Regions from separate parts of the Anser cygnoides genome. Here regions 1 and 2 are each linked to region 3. The links are chromatin contacts, called in public Hi-C maps. All regions are on one chromosome and are shown on one strand. The core of a region is the stretch at or near the end of the contact, and the rest is flanking DNA. Distances in the headings are between cores, read along the strand shown.

What was found. A called contact is a pair of places that touch in the nucleus more often than the background predicts.
Region 1: a contact with region 3 is called in a Hi-C map of liver, with 4 times the contacts expected there. The contact joins the promoter of HMGCL here to the promoter of HEYL in region 3. A contact is called at or near these places in 2 of 7 Hi-C or Micro-C datasets (both in liver).
Region 2: a contact with region 3 is called in a Hi-C map of liver, with 7 times the contacts expected there. The contact joins the promoter of LOC106037939 here to the promoter of HEYL in region 3. A contact is called at or near these places in 2 of 7 Hi-C or Micro-C datasets (both in liver).

The regions. Positions count from the first base shown.
Region 1 is chr24:7,182,362-7,185,244 of Taihu_goose_T2T_genome, forward strand. It overlaps HMGCL (3-hydroxy-3-methylglutaryl-CoA lyase), which reads right to left and starts at 1,393. Exons shown (of 9, transcript XM_066982501.1): 1 at 1,204-1,393; 2 at 797-880; 3 at 586-693; 4 at 81-176. The coding sequence starts at 1,254. It overlaps FUCA1 (alpha-L-fucosidase 1), which reads right to left. Exons shown (of 10, transcript XM_048049657.2): 9 at 2,731-2,830; 10 at 1,797-2,035. The coding sequence ends at 1,895.
Region 2 is chr24:7,216,765-7,219,472 of Taihu_goose_T2T_genome, forward strand. It overlaps LOC106037939 (fatty acid-binding protein, liver), which reads right to left and starts at 1,291. Exons shown (of 4, transcript XM_013184116.3): 1 at 1,143-1,291; 2 at 1-156. The coding sequence starts at 1,209.
Region 3 is chr24:7,051,301-7,054,000 of Taihu_goose_T2T_genome, forward strand. HEYL (hes related family bHLH transcription factor with YRPW motif like) reads right to left here and starts at 1,333. Exons shown (of 5, transcript XM_048049568.2): 1 at 908-1,333. The coding sequence starts at 987.

The sequences.
Region 1 (2,883 bases), core at 143-2,642, 130 kb after region 3:
CCTTCACCACAGCTGAAACGTTCCTTCACAGGCAGCCCTGCGCACAGGACGCTGCCAGCACTAACACTGCGATCTCTTACCGCTGCCTGAAATCCTTTCAGATTCGGGGTCAGCACGGGATAACTAACACCAGGCAACTTATTGATCCCCTGCATGACTTCAGTGTGGTCGGCCATCTGCAAAGGGAACGCGGACAGATTTCTAAGGGTGTCGACACGCTTGTCATCCACTTCCACAAGTTATAAAACATTTCCTAAAATTCATTTTTTACGAATGGGAACAGCGATACGCAGAACGGGGGGAAACTGGCCTCTAGAGAGCCCCCAGCACCGCGCACCTGGACGGACCAAAGGTCGGTCACCGGCCGAGCCGGAGTCACCGCGTGCGCCGCCAGCTGCGCGTGAGCCCGCGCCGCTCCCCCGGGTGCGGAGGGAAGGGCCACAGCAGCAGAAGCGCCGTCGTTTGGCTTTTCTGCGCCTCGCTCGCTACAGACGCGGTGCCGAGGGCTGGGGGGGGGGGGGGGTCGGTCTGCTCGCCGGCCCGTCGTCCCCCCAGACCCACGCCGGGACCCCCCGGAGCACTGACCTGGGGCACCCACCGCGGCGACACGAAGCTGGTGGCCTCGATGACCTGCAGCCCCGTCCCGGACAGCATGTCGATCAGCCCGATCTTCACGGGCGTCGGCACGATGCTCTGCGGGCAAACGAGACGCACGACGGGGGGGGGGGGGTCGGCCCCGCGCCCGGCCCTCCGCCTGCCCGCCCGGTGCCGGTGCCGGTGCCGGTGCCCGCCCTACCTGCTCGTTCTGCAGCCCGTCGCGCGGCCCCACCTCCACCACCTTCACGCGGGGCGGGAGGGCGCCGGCGGCCGCGGCGCTGATCTGGGGGCAGAGACGGGCGGGCGTCAGGGGAGCGGGGCGGGGCCGGTTCCCGTCCCGGTCCCCCGTCCCTGTCCCTATCCCCGTCCCCCTCCCGGTCCTCGGTCCCTGTCCCCGGTCCCCGTCCCAGTTCCCGCTCCCCGGGCCCCCCCCGCCCCTCACCGGCCGCAGCGATCCCGCCCAGCGCGGCAGCAGCCTCCGCGCCGCCGCCATGGTTGCCGCCCCCCACGTGACCGCGCCGTCACGTGCCCCAGAGCGGGGGGCCCGGCGGTCACGTGACGGCGGCGGGCAGCCGCCCCCCCCCCCCCGCCCCCCCCCGCCCGTACCTGGCCCCGGGCGGCCTCGCGGGGCGGCGGCAGCGCGGCGCAGCGCGGCATCGGCGGGGCGGGAGCGGCAGCGGGCGGGCTGCACCGGGAACGGCGACGGGGACCGGCTGCGGCCGCTCTGCGCTCGGGCTGTGGCCGGGCTGCTCCCGCCGCGCGCTCGGGGTCCGGCCGGGCCGCTCCCGGTCTGCCCCCGCCGCCCGCAGCCGCCCCTTTATAGGCGGCCCCGGTGCCGGCGGCGCTGAGCAAACAGCCCCGTGTTTGCACGGCCCCGGCCCCCCCGCCCCCCCCCCCCGCCCCCCGGGCAGCGGCCCCGCTGCGCCCACCCCACCCCGCGCCCGCCCTCCGCAGCCCCGGCCCGGCCCGGCCCCTGCGGAGCGGTCACTGCCGGTCCCCACCGGCACCGAGCGCGGCCTCGCCCCACGCGAGCACGGCGGCGGAGCCCCAGCAGCTGCCAAGGAGCTCGGCGTCAACCCAGCGGGCCCCGCTGTTCCCCGCGGGCCGTGCCCCGCCAGCAGCGCGCCGCAGCGGGCAGCCCGGACAGACAGCGACTTACAGACCGACGGACAGACAGAGCGGGCAGACGAGAAACTCTCTCGAGAGAAAAGCGATTTATTCAACAGTGAATGAAAAATCATCTTAGACTTAATACAAAAGACAGGCCGGGGGGGCAGCTGCTGTCAGGCCAGGGCTGTCAGTTCACACCCTCAAGCCTGAGAGCCCAGCCAGGCTGCGCAGGCACGGGAGATGGAGGCACGGGTGGCAGAGTTACCAGCAGTCCCTTACCCGGGGCCTTCTGCCACTCCAGAGTCCCTGCAAAACCCAACATCGACACCTGCAAAAAAGGGCAGGGGAAACGCTCAGCTGTGGCTTCCACAGGCGCTCCCCATTCGGTCACCCCGGTACACCCAGCACACGTTTCAGTCTCTGCATAACATTCCCCACACGTTAAAAGCAGTCCTGCACGTTTCCACCCATCGCTCACTGTGTACAAAGGCAACGCGAAGGGTATTTTGGGGCCAAACCTTTGACTGTAGTTTGTTTGGTTTTAGGTGTTGTGTTGTTTTGTTTTGTTTTTTTTTTTTACCTGAGAGGCTTCACCTCTGTTTGTTCAGAGCAAAGGGCACCCCAGCATTTGCGTCACTTACACTTACAACTAGCGGGTCAGTGTACCTGATCTGAATTGGGGATGTAATACCCGTGATCCCTTCTATGTGTGAGGCTTGTTACTGACCTCACCTCCCTGGGTCAACAGGAACAAAAGGGGAGACGTGTTCCTACCTGTTCTATGGCAGACCACAAGCCTCTCCTGCCCAGTCCTACCCACTGCTCTGTGTTGAACAGTGACAAAACCTGAACCTGGGATGCTGCAAGACTCTGGGTGAAGCCATCCCAGAGCAAGAAGTAAGTGATGCCAACTGCCGTGTTCTCCCCAGTTTCCAAATGAAGTCGGGTTGGGCCTTCCCACCCCATGCCTTCCCAAGATGGGCTCTCAAAGTGCATTCTCTCTTTTTTCTTCAGGTTCCTTACTTGCGTGGCCGGGGATGGGGTGGGTGAGGACAGCTGCAGCACGTTGTCCTGAGGCCAGATCAGAAAAATGGCATAGACAACTGGTCCTTTAGAAGTGTACCTAAGAGAGCAAGAGTTCAGCTAGGTGAAAAGCCCACAGGAGAGAGATCCACA
Region 2 (2,708 bases), core at 41-2,540, 170 kb after region 3:
CCATAGTAGTAATATCAGCTTCTTTTCCAAGTGTAAATGAGTTAGTTACAGATTGCTTGGGTGTTTTTGATGTCACCACAAAGTCGTCTCCTTTTTGCTGTATTTCAACAACAGGCTTAATATCTCTAGCGACTTTGATAAGTTCTTCTGACAGTGCTGTGAAAAAAGGCAAAAAAGTTACTTTTTCTGTTATGACATAGTGCATTGATATGAAATAGCCAATTCTTTTCTCTGATCAAGATGCAGAGGGTACAAACCAATGACAGAAAACGATGTCCAAGGTAAAAGGCAAATCCCGTTTTGGATTCCTCACTTCTCGATGGACATACTGTTCCATTCCATCTAGTCTGTGCAGGTTTAGATACTATAATGATTAATACTGTGTGACAATGTTTTGTTTCTTTCAGTAATGGCTCGTCACAAGACGACATTTCTCTGTGACTAACACCATATATGTTACTCAGTTTCCCTCACCTCTTTCCAGGGAGGCTGGAGATGACAGTTATCTGTCTGGTTGGAGCTGCAACAGTGCAGGTGACCTCAAACTACCTAGCATGACTTGAAGGTGTCATCTTCAGCAGGAAATGGGTTGGTTTAGGCATCATACTGCAGAGCTAGGCTTGTCAACTGTATCTGAGTTTTTTCTACTAAATATCTCGTACTTTTAAAAACACGTGAATCTTTTGCCAAGACTGTCAAGAGGGTAAGTGCATTTTTATTAATGCTGGCACCTATTAAATCATAACTACAAAGTAAATTCTTTATAGATTATGAAACAGCTATCACATACATTAATCAGTAATGCTAGGGAAAGTGCCCCCTCTACTAAAGCACATTGGAAATCTGTATGTCATTGACAAATTGATTCTAGTTAAATGTATTTGTAAAATTATGTCTTAACCAAAATAAGTCAATTTCTGATATACCTCTTTTTTACTGAGGGACTCGTGTTAAGATTGCTTCTTTTCAATTTCAAATCAGATATAATAGACTTACCTGACAGGGAGTAGTTTGTCACACAAACAAAAGAAAAGCAAACAAACAAACAAACAAAACCACATAGAAATACTGTAATAAAAGATGTCATACAAAGCATGTGTTGCAAATCAAGGAAATTATTTCAGAAATAACTTGACACTTACCAAGAGCTTTCAGAAACTCTTCATAGTTCTCTTGAGCATAGACCTGCCAGGTTCCACTGAATGCCATTATGGAAGATGTAACGCAGTGTGAGGGCAGTGATGCTAACAGGAAAATGAGGGCTCCCCCTGGTCACCCAGATGCTATTTATGGAAAGGGTAAGGCCAGCCCAAACTGTGAGATGATCAGCTAATTATTAACAGTGAAGTAACAATTATTAATCGTTTATTTGTTCTTAATGATCATAACCTCTAGTTCATTCTGCTTTCTACAAAGTCCTACCTTGACCGACTCTTTTGGGATGTACTGTTTATTGTGGGTCATTGAACTCAGGTAATTATTCATAATTGTTGTAAAGTGTTGCATCGATTAATTTGTTTTCTTTTTGTTGACAGCTTCTAAATTAAATGCATTTTCTGTGCTTTAGATAGAATTCTTCAGATAAAATGGCATAATTTAAAATAGATATGAGGTAACTACTGTCGTATGGTAGGAACCTCCTAATCATCACAATATTCTGTACTACAGGCACTTGGAACTTACAAGGTGGGAATAAAACCCACAACTATTTCTTCCAAAATTATGGTCCTCTAATCACTCGATGGCAGGGAGTCTCCTTGGAGTGGGACAGTCAGTTATGACTTTGTCCAGTAGATGTCAGTAACGTGCATCTAAATCTGTATTAAATGTAGGGGTTTTTTAATAGTCATTACATACATAGAAAATTAAAGGTAAAATAAAATATGGAACATTGCTTGGAGACTGAAATTAAATGAGTAACTGGAATGCGTTACTTTTCTTCTCACCGATTGCACCAAGAATTCTTCAGTCATTATAGACAGTGAGTGATATTCCTTGCTGTCTGTGCAAGAATGGTTGTTGATTTTGGAAGGCATTCACTAGATTGTGTGTCTTGCAATTATATTGCTTAATTCAAATAGAGCCTGTATCCCAGGGGTAGCTGACCTTTCTAAGTTAACTTTTGTTACTCTATACAGGTCAGTAATTCTTCTGTTTGAACAGGAAAACAATTCTTATCTTTTTCTTACAAATTAACATTATTATTTTTTTTTTTTAGCAAATAAAAATTCAGACTCAAAGAGCCAGATGCCCATAGCGTAGGAAATGGTTATGTTCAAGCCTATTTTACCTCTAATTCTGATTAGCAGACAGCATATGAGGCTCTGAGTTGAGAAAACTTGTGCTCTAATTCTGATTAATCAACCTTTTCTTGGTTTCAAGAAGACATTTCTCTTAAACATTTTATCTATTTTTTGTTTGCTTTTTCAAAAACATATCAGCCATTTTGACTGAAGAGTAATATTTCTTTATTAAAATGTACATAAATTAACCTATTCTTCTCCCAGCGATGTTTAGTTCAGGATAGTTAACAAGAAGGTCAATAAATAACTCGTTTCTCATGAATCTGGAAAATTCCTGATTCGTGCAGGCCAACCATGTGCAAGCAAGTGTAACGTTCCTTTTCTTCAAGGACTGGTCGTGTACACATCCTAATCTCTGGCTTTAAAAAAGTTCATTATTCATACCAAAAAAACAAAAACCCAAAA
Region 3 (2,700 bases), core at 83-2,582:
TGCAGCACTGCCTGCTTCTAAGGCTGACTTGAGAAGATGAACAGACGAGCAGCAACAGAGAGAGATCAAAAATTCACTGTTACTGCTCACTGAAATAAAACATTGCAACAATTCCTCTGTTTTGCCCATCGGGGTACTACAGACTCAGGGTGCCGCAGCGATGAGGAGCGATGGGATGTATTGCATGTGCACCAGGAAGGCAGGTTAAATATTGATGCACTCAGAAACTGTGCGAGGGGTCAGTGAACTCGCGCCGGGTACGGGTGTCAGGCGCGCCCGGCTCTGCCTGGGATCGAATCGGTACGAGTGAGTTCGGTCCCTTGAGAACCTGGGCTTGGCACCGGGCAGGGCGACTCCTCTGCCAGGGACAGCAGGCAGCAAAGGGGAATTAATTTATCCGGAGCCTTGCTAGACGCGGCGGGGGGCACTTGGCTACTGAAACAGGAGTTCAGAAGCAGCTGAATTTTGGACGGGGACAAGTGACCGAGCCCTTCCTTCGTCCCGGCCAGGGACAGGGGGCGGCAGCTCGGGGGGCGGCAGGGCCGGTGCCCGCGGGGAGCCCCGCTCAAGGGGCGAGGGGAACCGGGCACCCCCGGTGAAGGGGCGCCAGGAACCGGGCACCCCCCCGGCCCCGTCCAGCGGCCCCGAGCCGCAGCCGGCGCGTTAGGACGGCACCAGCCGGGGAAGGGCTCCCAGCGCGAAGCCGCCCCCGCTGCCTCCACGTCCCCCGGGCGCCCTCGGGTCCCCGTGCGGCGCTGGGGGCCCGGCCCAGCCGGGGGCTCCCCCCGCCGGGCGGCAGCGGCGTCTCCGCGGGCGCCCCCCGGCCGAGCCCGAGCCCCGGCCCCGGTGGCTCGATGCCCCCCGGTCCCCCCGGCCGGGCCCCGGCGCCCCCCGGGGCAGCCCCCACCTGTACTCCTCCTCCTTGCCCACGTCGATGGTGCCGTCCGACTCCGTGTCCGAGGAGCTCTCCTCGCACAGCCGCTTCATCCTGGCCCGGCGGCCCCGAGGGGCTGGGGGTGGCGGCGGGGGCTCGGCTCTGCCCTGCCCGGCCCGGCTCGGCTCTGCTCGGCGGCCCCACGCGTGTCCCGGAGCCCGCGTGGCAGCGCCGTCCCGGTGCGGGCTGCGCCGAGCGGCTCCCCCGGTGCGTGCCGGGCTCGGGGCGGCTCCTCCCCTGCGCTCTGCCTCTCACACCCCCGGCTCTGCCTCGCTCTGCTGCCGGCACGTCCCCAGCCTCCTGGTTAATGGGTTAATGAGACATCTCCCAGGAGTGACGGATTACGCGGCCGCGCCGGCGCTCCCAGGTTCCCAGGCCCCCCCGCCCCCCCCCGCTCGCCGCTCGCCCTCCGGAGCCTTCCTGTAAAAGGCCCGGGCTGTGTGAACCGCCCCGCGGCCCCCTCTGCCCGCCGCCCCCCTCCCCACGGCCCCCCTTCCACCCGCCGCACGTTGGCCTCAGCCCCAGTTTAAAGGGACCAGTGACCTCACTGGCAACAGAAAACCGTGGGAAAGAGATGGGACTGATAAAGCCCGGAGTTGTTTCAGGGAAAAATCAACATCCAGCCCCACACGCACACACATGTCTGCCCGGCTCTGCGCGGCGCAGCCGCTCCGGGAGCCTTATGATTCAGATGGAAACCAGCTCGCTGGGAGCGCGGAGCTGTTTGAGGACGCCGCTCCAAGGGCCCTCGCCTGGGATTAATCACGGGCAGCGGCCGAGGCCCGGGAGGGCAGCGGTGGCACGGCGCTCGGAGGCGTCGGGACGAGCTGGGCACCCCGGCGCTGCTCCGTGGTGGTCCCCGGCGAGGTCCTGCCGGGAGCTCGGCCCCCTGCCACGCTCCCGCAGCCTTGGAGCATCTTCAAGTGCTCGTGGCGCTGCCAGGGCATCCGAGACCTACCCTGTAAGACAAACCGACCAAAGCCCAGCTTTAGGTTTTATGATGCTAGGATGGTTTCTGTCTCGTTCCACAGTGTGGGAAATTTTGACCCGCAGCCCGGCACCTAGAGAGCATCCCGCTTTCCCTGAGCCTGCGGGGAGGAGGTAGGAGGAGGCCACTTTTCAGACCCTGCGCAGCTAAAATCCCCAAAGGCACCGAAAACGTGTGCATGTGGGAGAGAGAGGGGCGGAGGGAGAGAGCTGAGGTGGAGGTTCACAGTACAAAAATAACGCCTTTTATTTTGAAAAAAAATAATCGGCGCTGAGATCTGGCAGCACGTGGGTTTCCCAAAGCCTTTTGCAAAGACCGTGGCGGCGATAACAGCGCGTCGCCGCTCGGGCCAGCCAAGCCGCCCGCCGCCTGTCTCCCGTGCGTGGAGGCGCCTCGCCGCACGCTCCCTATCTGCCGCAGCCATCTCTGCCGGCTCACCCGCACAGCCCGCCAGCCCCCAATCGCCCACGGTCCCCAGCACCTCTCCACCTCTCCAGCAGCTCCCGCGGAAGCCGAATGCCCTCGCCTGCCCCAGCCCAGCGCCCCGGCGGGAGGGCAGAGCGAGGCACGGTCCCGCCACCGTTTTTTCAGACGGAACCAGGCCGTCCTCCCTCCCAACCCGAAACTGAGCCGAACCAGCCGGCCGGTGTTGGAGCGAAAGGCTGACATCTCCAAAGTGTTTGTAAACCGAAAGAATTAAAAGAAAACATTTGCTTTAGGTTATAACACATTGTTTCTACAATTTTGATGCTTTGTTGTAATTTTCACCATTGAAATT